Regions from separate parts of the Sus scrofa genome. Here all the other regions are linked to region 1. Evidence: chromatin contacts called from public HiChIP or PLAC-seq and promoter capture Hi-C data. All regions are on one chromosome and are shown on one strand. The core of a region is the stretch at or near the end of the contact, and the rest is flanking DNA. Distances in the headings are between cores, read along the strand shown. Region 1 holds the start of LOC102167351 (zinc finger protein 709-like). Region 2 holds the start of MAN2B1 (lysosomal alpha-mannosidase). Region 3 holds the start of WDR83 (WD repeat domain-containing protein 83).

What was found. Promoter capture Hi-C pulls out the DNA fragments that hold promoters and counts their contacts. HiChIP or PLAC-seq counts read pairs in DNA pulled down with a chosen protein or histone mark.
Region 2: an H3K27ac HiChIP or PLAC-seq map of alveolar macrophages shows a contact between it and region 1. The contact joins the promoter of MAN2B1 here to the promoter of LOC102167351 in region 1. A contact is called at or near these places in 2 of 5 promoter capture datasets (fetal skeletal muscle and liver) and 1 of 2 datasets of contacts at active chromatin or transcription factors (alveolar macrophages).
Region 3: a contact with region 1 is called in a promoter capture Hi-C map of liver, with 5 times the contacts expected there. The contact joins the promoter of WDR83 here to the promoter of LOC102167351 in region 1. A contact is called at or near these places in 1 of 5 promoter capture datasets (liver) and 1 of 2 datasets of contacts at active chromatin or transcription factors (alveolar macrophages).

The regions. Positions count from the first base shown.
Region 1 is chr2:66,889,049-66,893,297 of Sscrofa11.1, reverse strand. It overlaps LOC102167351 (zinc finger protein 709-like), which reads left to right and starts at 1,820. Exons shown (of 5, transcript XM_021083749.1): 1 at 1,820-2,735.
Region 2 is chr2:66,327,363-66,331,843 of Sscrofa11.1, reverse strand. MAN2B1 (lysosomal alpha-mannosidase) reads right to left here and starts at 2,793. Exons shown (of 24, transcript XM_003123314.4): 1 at 2,566-2,793; 2 at 915-1,017; 3 at 323-496. The coding sequence starts at 2,727. It overlaps WDR83OS (WD repeat domain 83 opposite strand), which reads right to left. Exons shown (of 4, transcript NM_001001645.1): 3 at 4,324-4,421; 4 at 3,849-4,229. The coding sequence ends at 4,163. It overlaps LOC100736972 (a long non-coding RNA gene), which reads left to right and starts at 2,833. Exons shown (of 6, transcript XR_002341622.1): 1 at 2,833-2,987; 2 at 3,190-3,263; 3 at 4,349-4,430.
Region 3 is chr2:66,311,004-66,315,653 of Sscrofa11.1, reverse strand. WDR83 (WD repeat domain-containing protein 83) reads left to right here and starts at 2,815. Exons shown (of 9, transcript XM_003123321.6): 1 at 2,815-3,170; 2 at 3,253-3,373; 3 at 3,456-3,561; 4 at 3,806-3,854; 5 at 3,937-4,063. The coding sequence starts at 3,068. It overlaps WDR83OS (WD repeat domain 83 opposite strand), which reads right to left and starts at 2,734. Exons shown (of 4, transcript NM_001001645.1): 1 at 2,655-2,734. The coding sequence starts at 2,704. LOC100736972 (a long non-coding RNA gene) reads left to right here. Exons shown (of 6, transcript XR_002341622.1): 6 at 1-1,214.

The DNA.
Region 1 (4,249 bases), core at 571-3,070:
GAGGACACTATAGAGACTTAAAGAAATTCTGAAACTTACAGTTCTTTCAGTGTTTCCCACTGTTATTAAACAGAAATTTTCTTGATGTACTGGTATGTTGAGGGTAGAGAAGGAATGTTCTAAACACCCATGATTTGGTCTCAGTAAGCTTTTTCTTTTTAGGGCTGCACCTGCAGCATGTGGAAGTTCCCAGGCTAGGGGTGGAATCAGGACTGGAGGTGCTACCATATGCCACGGCCACAGCAACTTGGGAGCCAAGTCAAATCTGTGACCTACACCACAGCTCACAGCAACCCTGGATCCTTAACCCCCTAAGTGAGGCCAGGGATCGAACCCATATCCTCTTGGATACTAATCAGGTTTGTAACCTGCTGAAACACAGCAGGAACTCCTTGGTCTCAATATTTTAATGGCCCTGTGTCCTTGGGCTGTGACCTTCTGTGATATAAGAAGAAAAATTTTGATCCTAGTAAATAAAGCCTTTCTGAGTGATAAGGGTGATAGGAGCATCTTATGTTCTCATGAGCCAATTGTTTCCAGGCCCCCAGATGGCTTCAGGATGGGGTTGGTCGCTAGGAAACCAAGCTTTGATTAGAGACTTAGAACTCTCAGCCGAGTTCCCAATCTCTGGGGAGAAAGAAGGGGCTGGAGATGGAGTTAATCACCAGTGGTCAATGAGTTAACCAGTCATGCCTATGTAAGGAAACTCCGTGAAAACCTCTCAACCTTGGGGATCAGAGAGATCGAGGTTAGTGAGCACATCGTGTGCTGGGAGGCCGTCATGCCTGGAGAAGGTCTGGAGGCTCCCTAGCCCTGACCACCACTTTGCCCTGGGCCCCCTTTTGCCATTTGGCTGTTCCTGACTTGTATCTGTTACAACAACCGGGCAATAATAAGAAAAGTGGTTTCCTTCATTCTGCAGGTCATTCTAGAGAATTAACAAACGTGAGGATGCGTTCAAGGAGCCTCCGAATTTGTAGTGGGCCACAAAGAAATGTGCGTAGGCTGCCCCCAGCCCACCCCCACCCCATTTGCTGCTGGCATCTGACATGCGGGCAGTCTCGTGGGACTGAGCCGTTATACTGTGGCATCTGAACTGAACTCTGGTGAGTTCTTGGTGAGAACTGAATTGAATTGTAGGCCAGCCACCCAGTTGGTTTTAGAGAGTTGAATAAGCGCTTTGGCAAAACACACTTCAGGTTTACTGTCAGGAGGGGAAAATAACCTAGCAACCCCACAAGTGTTTCTGAGTAGCCACGACCACCCCCACCTTAGGTGAGGCAGAAAGGCTAGAGGAAGCAAGTTGCCAGGGTGGCAGTTTCCCTCCCACTAGGCCAGTTAGGCTGTAGCAAAATCCCAGTGGTTAGATTTTGGGTGAACGAGAATCTTTGGAGTACAGGCCTTGTCGAGCAGAATAGAGTATGTGGGGCATATTTCAGAAGAGCTCCTTTTCTGTCTTGCTTTCAGATTTTGGAGGCAGTGGTTTTGAGGTAGGCGGTAGCTGGGCCCCTGGGCTGCGAACAGCTGGGACTTGTCAGGCTGAGTAAATTGGGCCTTGTTTCTCTTTGACACCTCAAGGAGAAAGTTAGTGGCAGGAGCTGAGCTCTGCTGGAGTAGAAAGATAAGATGACCATTTCAGTCACTCCTGGGGTCAAGGAGAGCTCCCCAATTACACATGCACAGTTAGACTCCTAGGGGTCAAAAGGGGATGGGGGCTCCAGGCCATAATAAGTCCTGCAACCATCCCAGAACCCCTTGCTCTGGAGTCCATCTTTGCCAAAAGATGTGCATGCATGTGGAGGGGTAGGGGAAGAATTGGGGAGGTGAGCCTGGGTCTGGTCAAGTGTGAGAAATAGAACAAGATGATGGCCAAAGGTCAACAAAGACCCACAAGAACTGTGCTGTGTAAGTGATTTAAATCACCTCTCTGGTGTGCTAACTCAGGAGGCGGCCCACACCCACACTCCTCTTTTAGGAGTGTATTACTACTTTGCTTCTGACTTAAATAAATTACTCCTCTGTGTGCTCTTCCCCATGTCTTACTGTGACTCTTAACAATAGGCTTCGTACTGGTTTTTTCTGTCCTTGCCTCCTTGAAAAAGTATTGCTTTCAACAGAGGGCAAGAATCAGAGAAATTCTGCTCCCAGCCTCTCCCTGGTCTATCAGCTAGGATTCCTGGTTTTCATTCAGGCTGCCCAGATTCAATTCCTAAACAGAGATTCTTAACTGATATAGCTTTAAGCCATCACTCACTGTTATCTCTCTGAGATCAGTTCGCCCTGTCACCTCAATGCTTTGATAGATCTACGCAGAGCGCTTGATTTTAGGTTTGTTTGATGTTTATAGTGGATGGGAATCACCTTCTAAGCGCCTTAACTAACTGTGAAGCCTTATGATTCATTGCAGGGTCTGTGGAAAAGCCAGTTCCCTGCCGCTGCCGGCACAAGCTCAGCTCCAAGATCCGCCCTCTAACCTACGGTGACACAGGCCCGGGAGGGTGTGGCCTTGCGAACTGTCCAATCAGGGGACTCGCGGGTTAAGAACACCTTCCTTGTGCGCGCGTGCGTGTGTGGGTGGAGCGGGCTGCCACCAACTGGCTGTAGCGGCCGGAAGCCAAACTGGGTCCACTTAACTGCCTCAGATGAGTCTGTCACCTCCTCTGTCATTGTGACCCGCGCTTGCCGGCTGGGAGTCGTGGTGGTGGACGACCTGGAACCGGAGAAACGGAAACATGGTGAGTTGTGGGACCCAGTATCGGCCATGAGCACACCCTGGCTTCCCCGCGGCGGACCTGGGTACCCAGTCCGCGGGGGCGGGGGCGGGGCGCAGCGTGGGGCCAGGGCCAGCAGTCCGGGTGCGGCGGTTTTTGCTCTAAGTTGTGCTGTGACCGCAAAAGGTCACTGGGGCAGCGGAAACTCGGTCTCCGAGGTTGGTGCGTGGAGGAGCTGTGGTCTGTGGGGTCCCCTGTCCCTTCTTTCTTCCCGGGAGACCCGTTTGCCCTCTTCGCTTTTTCAAGTTTGAGGAGCAGGGTCTCATATCCACGACCCTCCCCTCCGCCCCCGCCAAGACCAGTTTCTCCCAGGGCTGGCAAGAAATGTCTTGAAGTTTCCAGATCTTCCCTCTCCTATTCATAGCTTCCTTATTAACTTCTTTACGCGGAGCTCCGTGGCTACCTCTTAGGCCTGCATTTACAGCTCCAGTTCTCCCCTAGCCTGGGAACTTCGTATGCCGCACTGCTGCCCTAAAAAGCCAAAAAAAAAAAAAAAAAGTGGGCACTATTTTGCTTATCATTTCTGCACGGAGCCATGGATGGCTTTTTGTTTTTTGCCTGCGCATAATTTCCAGGAGAAGAAATCAGGTGCTAATCACCTGGAACTACCTTGTATAGAAGCCCCACCCCCAGAATCTTTCCTGGGCACAGCCATCCTATTTGAGTCCTTTGGGTAGAGATTCCTTTTTGGAAACTGCTGGGTGGTTTGTCTTTTCATCACAGTTCCAGGTAGCCCTGCCTGTCCCTGAGTTTGTGATTTGGTTCTCTTTTTTAAGTCTCCTTTTTTCAGGTAAATATAAAATGTATTTAATCAATAGATTGGAAAATTACATTCCATTTTAAAAATTTTAGGTTTCTTTTTTTTTTCTTTCACCCCATGATTGAGTGTAGTTAAAGATCTGTTTTTCTCTTTTGGGTGATTTCAAATGCAATATCAGAGCTATGCTTCCATATCCAGAAGTGTGTTGGATTACAGTTGTTTTCCAGTTTCTTGCCACGAAAATAATAATCAACTGACATTTATTTTCTGAAATGAATGGATATTGCGGGAGCGGGGGTTGTTGCTAAATTGACAAAATGCCTTGCAGTTTTCGTTCGTCTTTTATACCCAAATACTGGGTTTTGGTGATTTTTAGTGGATTGTTCGAATACCGGGTGTGTGTATTTAAGGTATTAATGCTGGTCCAGGGCAACTAGCTGGGAAGCAGAGACCTGAAGTCAGTGTCTCTAAGGTAACCTGACCCTGCAAGGGAAGTACTTGAAAGCCTAGTTGATTCTTCTGCGGAGCCTCTCTGCCTGCGAGTGCAAACACCTGCTATGGAAGAAACCTTTTTACCTGAGAGAAGCTACAGACCTAGGAAGCCAGGGGTCTGCTGTACGTGGCAGGAGGGGCTTGTCGGAGGCTGGGGAGTGATGCCTTTTGTGAGGTTCTAATTGTGTTTTCCTGGGGCCTGTTTCTAGACATAGGCTTGACTTTG
Region 2 (4,481 bases), core at 1,544-4,043, 560 kb after region 1:
CCAGGAGTGGGGTTGGTGGTGCAAGGGATGAGAAGACCTGCCTGCATGCCCAGGCCTGAGAGGAGAAGAGGGGTCACTCCCAGGCCACTGCCAGAGATTTGGAGCAGAACCTCCCCCAACCCCCTAGGCATGGCAGGATTCCCAGACAATCTACGAAGTGGGGCCTCACGGGATGCATAGAAGTTTTCCCAATAAAGAGAAATTCCCAGCAGGTGAAACCACATACAGGCTGCACAAGGCGAGATAAAATCTCAGATGCTTGTGTGATAGAAACAGAAGCTGGGCTGGGCTTCCTCTTTTCACTTCCTTAGAAGAAGCTCACCCTGGCGCACCAAGTTCCGCACCATTTCCTGCGTTGCATTTGTCTGCTGGTGCCACCAACGGGAGAAGAAGGCAATTTCCACATAGACGAAGCGGCGAGTGGGCTCCATCAGCAGGGAAGAGATGACTGAGTCTAGGATGTACTGCACGCCCGCATGCTGGACATCGTTCTGGACTGTGGGCACAGGGGTCAGGCACTCAGGGACCAGCAAGCCAAGAGCAGCATTTTTTTTTTCTTTGCTTTTTAGGGCCGCATCTGTAGCATATGGACATTCTCAGGCTAGGGGTCCAATTGGAGCTGGCTTACACCACAGCCACAAGGCCAGGTCCGAACTGCATCTGCCACCTACACCACAGCTCAGGGCAATGCCGGATCCTTAGCCCACTGAGTGAGGCCAGGGACCAAACCTGCATCCTCAGGGATACTAATCGGGTTCATAACCTACTGAGCCATGACAGGAATTCCAAGGGCAATCTTCTTAGACACAGAAGCCCAAGCTGGGCATCACCCTATTGCCCAGAACTAAAAAAGGATTTGAGGGGCTCTGAGGAGCCATAGGAGTCCCGGCGGTCAGTCCCCACCCTCTACTCACTGCCATAAAAGTACTGGTCCACAGTCTTGAGCCAGCCCACGTCATCATGTGTGTGGGCCACCAGGTGCACGTTCAGCATGTCCGGCTCCACCTTGGGGCATGTCTGCATAGGGACCCCAAACACACTCTCATATACTTTGTCAGTAACCCCAAGGTTAAGAGGCAGGCTGCAGTGGGGGGTTGGAGAGGACACAAGGTAAGTCTTGATTTAGAGGCAAGAGACTGAAGTGGGTCCAGGCCCTCCCAGGAAGGACACATAATTATGTCACAGATGCAACTCCCAATGGCACCATTTCTTAGAGCACCTCTCATTCACACCCTGGAGAAATAGTAGTAGGTAATGTTTCTTAAACATTTGCAAATACCAAGCAGCCACCCTGGGGTTCGGGGACAATATTTCCTGTTTTCAGACACTGAGGATCAGAGAGGGTAAGTGTTTGGGTAAGGTCATGTAGCCAGGAAGTGAAAGAGCCAGACTGCAATTTCAGGCAGACTCCCAGCTCTCAACAAGCCCCCAGGCCACACACATAGCTAGTAGCTGGCTCACACCCAATCACACAGGTAATGTAACTGAGCAGGGCCTTGTGGGGCTCTTGGGCACAAAAGCCTTTCTGTGCCCCCCATTTCTTGTTCTTAAGAAATTAGCCTCATTCAGCTTCCATAACCCTCCCTGAGTTACCAGGGAGGTTCAGACAGTTGCCGAACAGGGAAGCAAGGAGATACAAAGACAAGGGAGGAACAGTCAAGAAAAAATAGTACAGCCTTGGGACAGGATCCTGGTTCCCTCTCAAGGGATACACATAATAATATAGGCATCTTATACGCTTAAGAGAAAAGTTATATTACTTATGCTTCTTTTAGAAATGAACACTTTAAAATTGAACAGCTTAGAGTCTTTCCTTGTCCTTCTCCCTGGCTTAACTGCACCCTAAACAGTCACAGGTAAACTAAAGATTAAGCGTCCTGAGCACAATTGCCTGTGGATTAAATATTATTAGCACATGATTTTTTTTCAGGAACTTCCCTAGTTTGTTCTAATCTCTGATCAATATACCCTTTTCCCAAGTACTGTTTTTCTAGGCGACAACCCAGAAGACCACCATTGTGATCATGCTGATATCTCCTGACTCCAGCTTTGAAGACTAAGATCCCCCCCAAAGAAAGAAGAATGCATGTTTGTTCCAATCCTTGATTCCTATTTGAAAATCTGTCTTCCTTCTTTTTACTATAAAACTCCTAGCAATTCTTTCCAATGGCATTGGGAGGGCACAGTCTTTAGGGTATTAGCCTGCTGTGACCCTCCTTTGCCTGGCAAAGCAATAAAGCTATTTTTTTTCTCCTTCACCCAAAACTCTGTCTCTGAGTTTCTATTAGGCAACGGTGGACAGAGGCCAATCTTCAGCAACGGTAAATGTATGCAGAGTCCAGGTAAGCCAACCCGCAGAAGCAAGGGAGGCAGATACAGACAGCGCCATTCTCAGACACACACAGCCAGACCTCTCAATGACACCAAGCATATGCTCAGACCATGCTGTCATATTAGCAACCAGTCACTAGTCACCACAGAACTGAGCCACCCACAGACCCGAATCCTACTGGGAGCTTCACTCTGGAAGTTGAAGGACATTTCCGCTCGCGGGCCCACGCTCACCTGGTATCCGGCGGCCCAAACGCCGTGCGCCGCCAGCAACAACAAAAAAAGGAAGGAGAAAGGCGGGAGCGGTGGCTGCAGCGCGCCGGAGCGCTTCCGGGACCCCGCCTCGTCCTGGCCGCCACCAGCGCGGACCCCCCAAAACCGCGCCTCGGCAACCATGGCTCTGCTGCGGCCGCCACTGCCTCCAGGGGTTTCCCGTGCCGGGCCTAGGCTCAGCAAAGGCCCCGCCCCCAGGATTCGGCTTGACCAATGGGTGCCAGCGAGGGCGGGGCTAGGGTGTGGCCTAGAGAGTCACGAGACGGAGATAGTAGCTCTGGGTACCCTGGGGGCCTAGGAGTACAGCGAGGCCCTGGGTGTGTGTAGCCCCTCCCGGCGCTGGTTTCCTCAGAAAATGTTTTAGTCTAGCTGCTTCCTTGGAGGTAGGAGCAGGGGTCTCAGATTTTCCTACGGGTGCTGGGGTTTGCCTTGGAAGTAAAATATGTGCGTAGAATCCTAGGGTATGCCGTTGACCTTCAGGGCTAGGGTCCGCCAGGAACCTAGCTTGGCCAGGAGCAGAGGTTAATGGGTGCCCTTTTCTGTCCTACGGATTGAGACATTGAGTAAAGGAATTGCCTCTTACAGCGCTGGGGAGGGGTGGCATCCAGCCTTGGGAGAGACACGGATGTCCTCTGGAGAGGAGAGTGAGAACTTCACAGGTAAGGGAAAACGGTTTTTCTTGCCTTCCCTGGTCCCTACCAGTACATCTGACTTGCTTACAGTACCCCCATTCCCCTGATAAGAAAACCAAAGCCCAGGAGTTCCCATTGTGGCGCAGTGGTTAACAAATCCGACTAGGAACCAGGAGGTTGCAGGTTCGATCCCTGGCCTTGCCCAGTGGGTTAAGGATCCGGTGTTGCTGTGAGCTGTGGTCGCAGACGCGGCTTGGATCCCGCATTGCTGTGGCTATGGCGTAGACTGGAAGCTACAGCTCCGATTAGACCCCAGCCTGGGAACCTCCATATGCAGCAGGAAGCTACCCTAGAAAAGGCAAAAAAAAAAAGAAAAAAGAAAGAAAACCAAAGCCCAGATTCCTCAGATTAGCCCTGCTGCCAGAGGGCAAAGATCACTGTTCTGTCTCTGGCAGGGGACTTAGGGCTGGAGGCGTGTGAAATAAGAAAACTACCCTGAAGTCTCCAAACTAAGGCTCCCACCCAAGGTCTGACAGAGTGGAAGAACTGGAGCCCTTCCCCCTGCTAAGACAAGCACCCACAATGCACCGGAGAGTGAGGTCACAGAGAACATCCAGAATGCAAAACTTTATTAACTGGTTTCAACATGAAAATGATTGGAAACATGGACAGCACCTCCCCCAGCAGCAGGCAGGGTGGGGAAGGCAGGCAGGAGTGGGTTGGCCTATGCAATTCCCCTCGCTGCCTCAGCAGAAGTGGGATCCCAGGGACAGAGCCAAGTTCCCTCCATCCACCTGCTGGCCCTGAGACTACCTCACCCAGAGAAGCCCAGGACTGCAGTTGAGGGCCAGAGACTGAGTAGCCAAGGCCCAGGCCTAGGGCAAGGTGGACAGAGGGGTCCAGGATGGGACCCCTCTAGGCTGACATCACCAGGGGGGCGTCATGGGCTGAGGGTTCTGCAGATACGACATCACCACAGCAGAGATGGACAGCCTGAGACAGGAGAGAGGAGTCAGTCCAGGATGGATAGGCTTGGGGATCCCCTCCCCTTACCCAGGAGTCCCTCCCTCTCCAGGCCCAGGCTCACATGAAGCTACTCATCATCTGTTTAGTGTCCTCAGAGCTCCGGGAGTTGGCAAAGCTGATGAAGGAACAGTAGACGGCAACCCAAGCGCACCACTTCAGCTGGGAGAGGTAAGTGGATGGATGGGTTAGGTCAGTGAGAGGCACCCTAATGAGCCCACA
Region 3 (4,650 bases), core at 1,566-4,065, 580 kb after region 1:
TTTTTTTTTTTTTTGTTTTGCTTTTTAGGGCCACACCCGAAGCATATGGAGGCCCACGTTCCCATGATAATCTAGATCAGATTTGCCTCCACTCACTGAGAGATCTCACCAGCAGAACCCATCTTTGCAAGGTTTAGAATAACACTTTAGACTGGGAGATACTCTCCTCATATGTGCTGAAAAACTGACACCTGGCTTGAATGGGTAAACACGGTAATCTCTGTGAATGAATCCATTAACAGCACCTCCTTAATGGGAATGGTTTGTCTTTGTCCATGGTGGTTATTATTTTTCTTGGGCCTCTAAATGCCTAGATAGCCACTGCGGGCAAAGCCTCTTAGATTATCTAACTGTGCCCCTAACTGTCTACAAGCAAACTAACCTCATTGGTCAACTCTCAGATTTACATCATTGAGTTAGAAAGGACCTAATGGAGAGGATTTCACAACTCAGGGTTTAATTCCCTTGGCAGGGCCCATCGTGGCGCAGTGGTTAACGAATCCGACTAGGAACCATGAGGTTGTGGGTTCAATCCCTGGCCTCACTCAGTGGGTTAAGGATCCCCGGCATTGCCGTGAGCTGTAGTGTAGGTCGAAGGCTGTGTTGCTGTGGCTGTGGCGTAGGCTGGTGGCTACAGTTCCAATTAGACCCCTGGCCTGGGAACCTCCATATGCCGTGGGAGCGGCCCTAGAAAAGGCAAAAAGAAAAAAAAAGAACCTAGAGTCTCTGGCCAAAGTTGTTCTTTATAATAGGATAGCCCTTATCTTTTTTTTTTTTTTTTTTTCCATTTTTGGCCACCCTGCAGCATATATGGAGTTCCCGGGCAGGGATCAGATCCGAGCTGCAGTCATGACCTAAGCTGCAACTGTAGCAATACTAGATCCTTAACCCACTGTGCAGGGCCAGAGATGGAACCTGTGACCCAGCACTCCCAAGATGCAGCCGATCCTGTTGTGCCATAGCAGGAACTCCAACCTTGGTTATCTTTTAGCTGAGCAAGGAGTGTCTGTGCTGTGACCAACACCACCTGCTGCGCCTGGATTAACTCTTCTGGGGAAGTTGAAACTCAGTTTCATAATAACCCATATGAGCAAAAAGTTTTTTAAAAAAATTGCTATAAGTATGTGTATAACTGATTACTTTGCTACACACCTGAAACTAACACAGCATTGTAAGTCAACTATACTCCAATGAAATAAACAATTTTCAAAAAAGAAGAAAAGAACCTCAATTATGTAAAAGCACTGAGCAAGCCAGTTTGCTTAAGTTGACTCCTAGCAAAAAAAAAAAAAAAAAAAAAAAAAAAAGGGCGGGGGGAGTTCCTGTTGTGGCTCAGTGGAACAAACAGGACTAGTATCCATAAGGATGCGGATTCAATCCCTGGCCTGGCTCAGTGGGTTAAGGATCTGTGGGTTAAGGATCTGGCGTTGCTGTGGCTGTGGTGCAGGCCAGCAGCTGCAGCTCTGATTTGACTCCTAGCCTGGGAATTTCCATATGCTAGAGGTGTGGCCCTAAAAAGCCAAAAAAAAAAAAAAAAAAAAAAAAAAAAAGTGACTCCTTCAATGGGATACTCTTTGATATATTTTAATTTTGACTGGTTTGAGTGCTGAGGACCACAGCTCCAAAGCGCACTCCAAACACTGCAAATTATCCTGTTTATTTTAATCATAATAATCTCCCTGGTGCACCATATTCTCTCAAGAGCTTTAAATGTATATTCACAGCCGCTAACCACCAAGCAGAATATCTCCCTAAAACATCAGAAAAGGAACAAGAGAATGACCAACTTAAAGATGGTGAACCTGAAGCCAGTCAGGACCTGTGAATATCACAGAGGTTAAGCAAAAATATAAAAACCTATGAACACCATGCAAAGGAACAACAAAAACTACAATAACCTCAAACACAGCAGTGGGTAATGGCTCTCACACCTGAAGTGTTTTTTTATTTGTTGGTTTGGTTGGGCCACCCTCGCCCCCATGTGGAAGTTTCTGGGCCAGAGATCAAACAGGCGCCACAGCAACAACCCTAGCTGCTGCAGAGACAAATCCTTAACCCACTGAGCCACAAGGGAACTCCTCAAGCCTTTTTTTTAAATTTTATTTCTTTTTTTTTTTATCTTTCCAAGCCTTAAGTTTTGATTACACCTCTCAGTCAAGCTGAGAGTCCAATCAAAAGAGGGGCACTGTTTAAAAAAAAAAAACCACAGGCCCAAAACGGAGTCACTTGGACTAGGGCCAAGCCACCAAAGCAGGGCCTAATACCTAACTTAATTGAAGCTTCAACCTCCTCCAAAAAAATGTAGTTTTAAGAGTTCACTCAGTATTTTTCTGATCAGCACCAAACGCATTAGTCTGTTACAGAGTGCCTCTCCCGTCTCCATCCCCCAAAAAGAAGACGAGGTAACCATCACCTAATAAGACCCTTTTTTCCCCAAAAAGGAAGTGACTTAATCTAAAATAATCCTTTTTTCTTATGACTTCCTTGCCCTGCCTTCAAAAAACTTTCCATTTCCGTAGCCCTTAAGAGCCCCTTCCCCCCCTTGCTAGATGGGATACTGCCCAATCCATGAATCGTTTGATAAAGCCAATTAGAAACTTAAAATTTACAGCTGTTTTTCGTTTTTTTAACACCATGACAACTAGGATCCTCACCTCAGCACTTTGTTAGGCCTCCGTGGGTCCGACATACTGTTAGCGGACATAGCGAGTCAGAAGTCGCGCCTCTTCCGCTGCGGGTGTCGCAGCTTCTGGCAGCTTCCGATGTGGAAACGGAGGAAGGCTTTTGGAGTAACGCCCTCAGCCCTCGTGCTTCCGTTCCTAACGGCGGGGGCCGGAACTCTCCCAGCTAGGGGAAAGAATTGGAAGCCAAAAGTATTCCTAGAAAACAGGAAATGGGAAAAGAAAGTGAAAACTGGAAACAGGCTTCAGTATTCCCAATATTATCTCCAAAAAGCTGAAACTATTGAATCCGGAAGTGATAAATAGGAAGTAGACCATAGAGGACAATAATAAGGTTACACCCAGAGCAAGGAAAGCTTCGGTGGCGAGGAAGGGAGCCGAGTGCGATGGCTTTCCCTGAGCCAAAGCCACGTGGCCCGGAGCTGCCACAGAAACGGTTGAAGACATTGGACTGCGGGCAGGGGGCTGTGCGAGCCGTGCGATTTAATGGTGAGCGCCCTTATCTCATTCCGGGTCCTCCTCCCTCCTCCTGAGATCGGAGACCCAGTAACCCCTGCCTGGTGTTCCCCAGTGGATGGCAATTACTGTCTGACTTGCGGCAGTGACAAGACCCTGAAACTGTGGAACCCGCTGCGGGGGACGCTACTGCGGACATACAGCGGCCACGGCTATGAGGTGCTGGACGCGGCCGGGTGAGCTGAGGGCCAGGCCAGAATATGGGCGCTGAGGCTGTGATCAGAGGTCGACGTTAACCTTCCCTCCTCTGCCCTCTAGCTCCTTTGACAACAGCAGTCTCTGTTCTGGCGGCGGGGACAAGGCCGTGGTGCTGTGGGATGTGGCATCAGGGCAGGTCGTGCGAAAATTTCGGGGCCATGCTGGGGTGAGTGCAAGCAAGAAGGTGGCCTAATTGGAGAGGATGGTCATTTGCATGAAGGTGGTGACAGGGACCACCATTTGCTCAGTTACAGCACAAGGATCCTCCCCTTCCCCAAGGGTCGTCTTACCAAGCCCTGTCCTTGTAGTTCCCCACAAACCTTTCACCTCCCCTACCCCTAGCTTTTTCCCTTGCCTTTATCCCCATCCTCCAAAGTCCAGCTTCTCTAAATAGCAGTTCCATTTCACAGAAGGTGAACACAGTGCAGTTTAATGAAGAGGCCACAGTTATCCTGTCTGGTGAGTGCGGGGCCTAGGCAGGTGGGCCCAGGGTGCTGCTTCTGTCCCCCAAACCTGATCCACCTTCATGCTGACCACACAGGCTCTATCGATTCCAGTGTGCGCTGCTGGGACTGCCGCTCTCGGAAACCTGAGCCAGTACAGACGCTGGATGAAGCCAGGGATGGCATATCCAGTGTGAAGGTGTCGGACCATGAAGTCCTGGCAGGGTGAGTGGGGCCAGGACCTTGCCCCTCCCCAGGTGCCAGGAGGGATCGTAGCTGCTTCTGTCCGAAAATTAAAATCTGCTCTCCTCGCTTTGCTTACAAGGCCCTCTATGGTCTAGTCCCTGTTGTACTCTGAGCTTTTATTCATTCCTGGCCTCATTTCTGTTAAATATGCCACACATGCTCCCACCCCAGGACCTCCTTTTGCAATTGCTCTTCCCTCTGCCTGGACCGCCCCTCTGCTACTCATTCAGAGTATATCTGAACACCTCCTGCAGGTCACTTTTTTAGTCAGTGAGCATACAGCAATGAACAAGATAGGGAAATAAGGAAAAACACCTGCCCACATAAAGTCGACATTCTAGCTACAGGAGGCAAACAACTGAAAAAAAAAAAAAAAAAAACCACGCAGAGCTGCCTAAGCATTGCCACAGCCTGAGTGTCATTTCACACCTTGAGTGGTGGGGGAGCATTTGGACTGCACAGCCTGTGGGCTGGCCCACTTCCCACACATCTCCACTTGGACTGCAAACGGTTGGCTCCTTCTCATCCCCAAGTCCCAATTCAGATGCTACCTCCTCAGGGCGGGG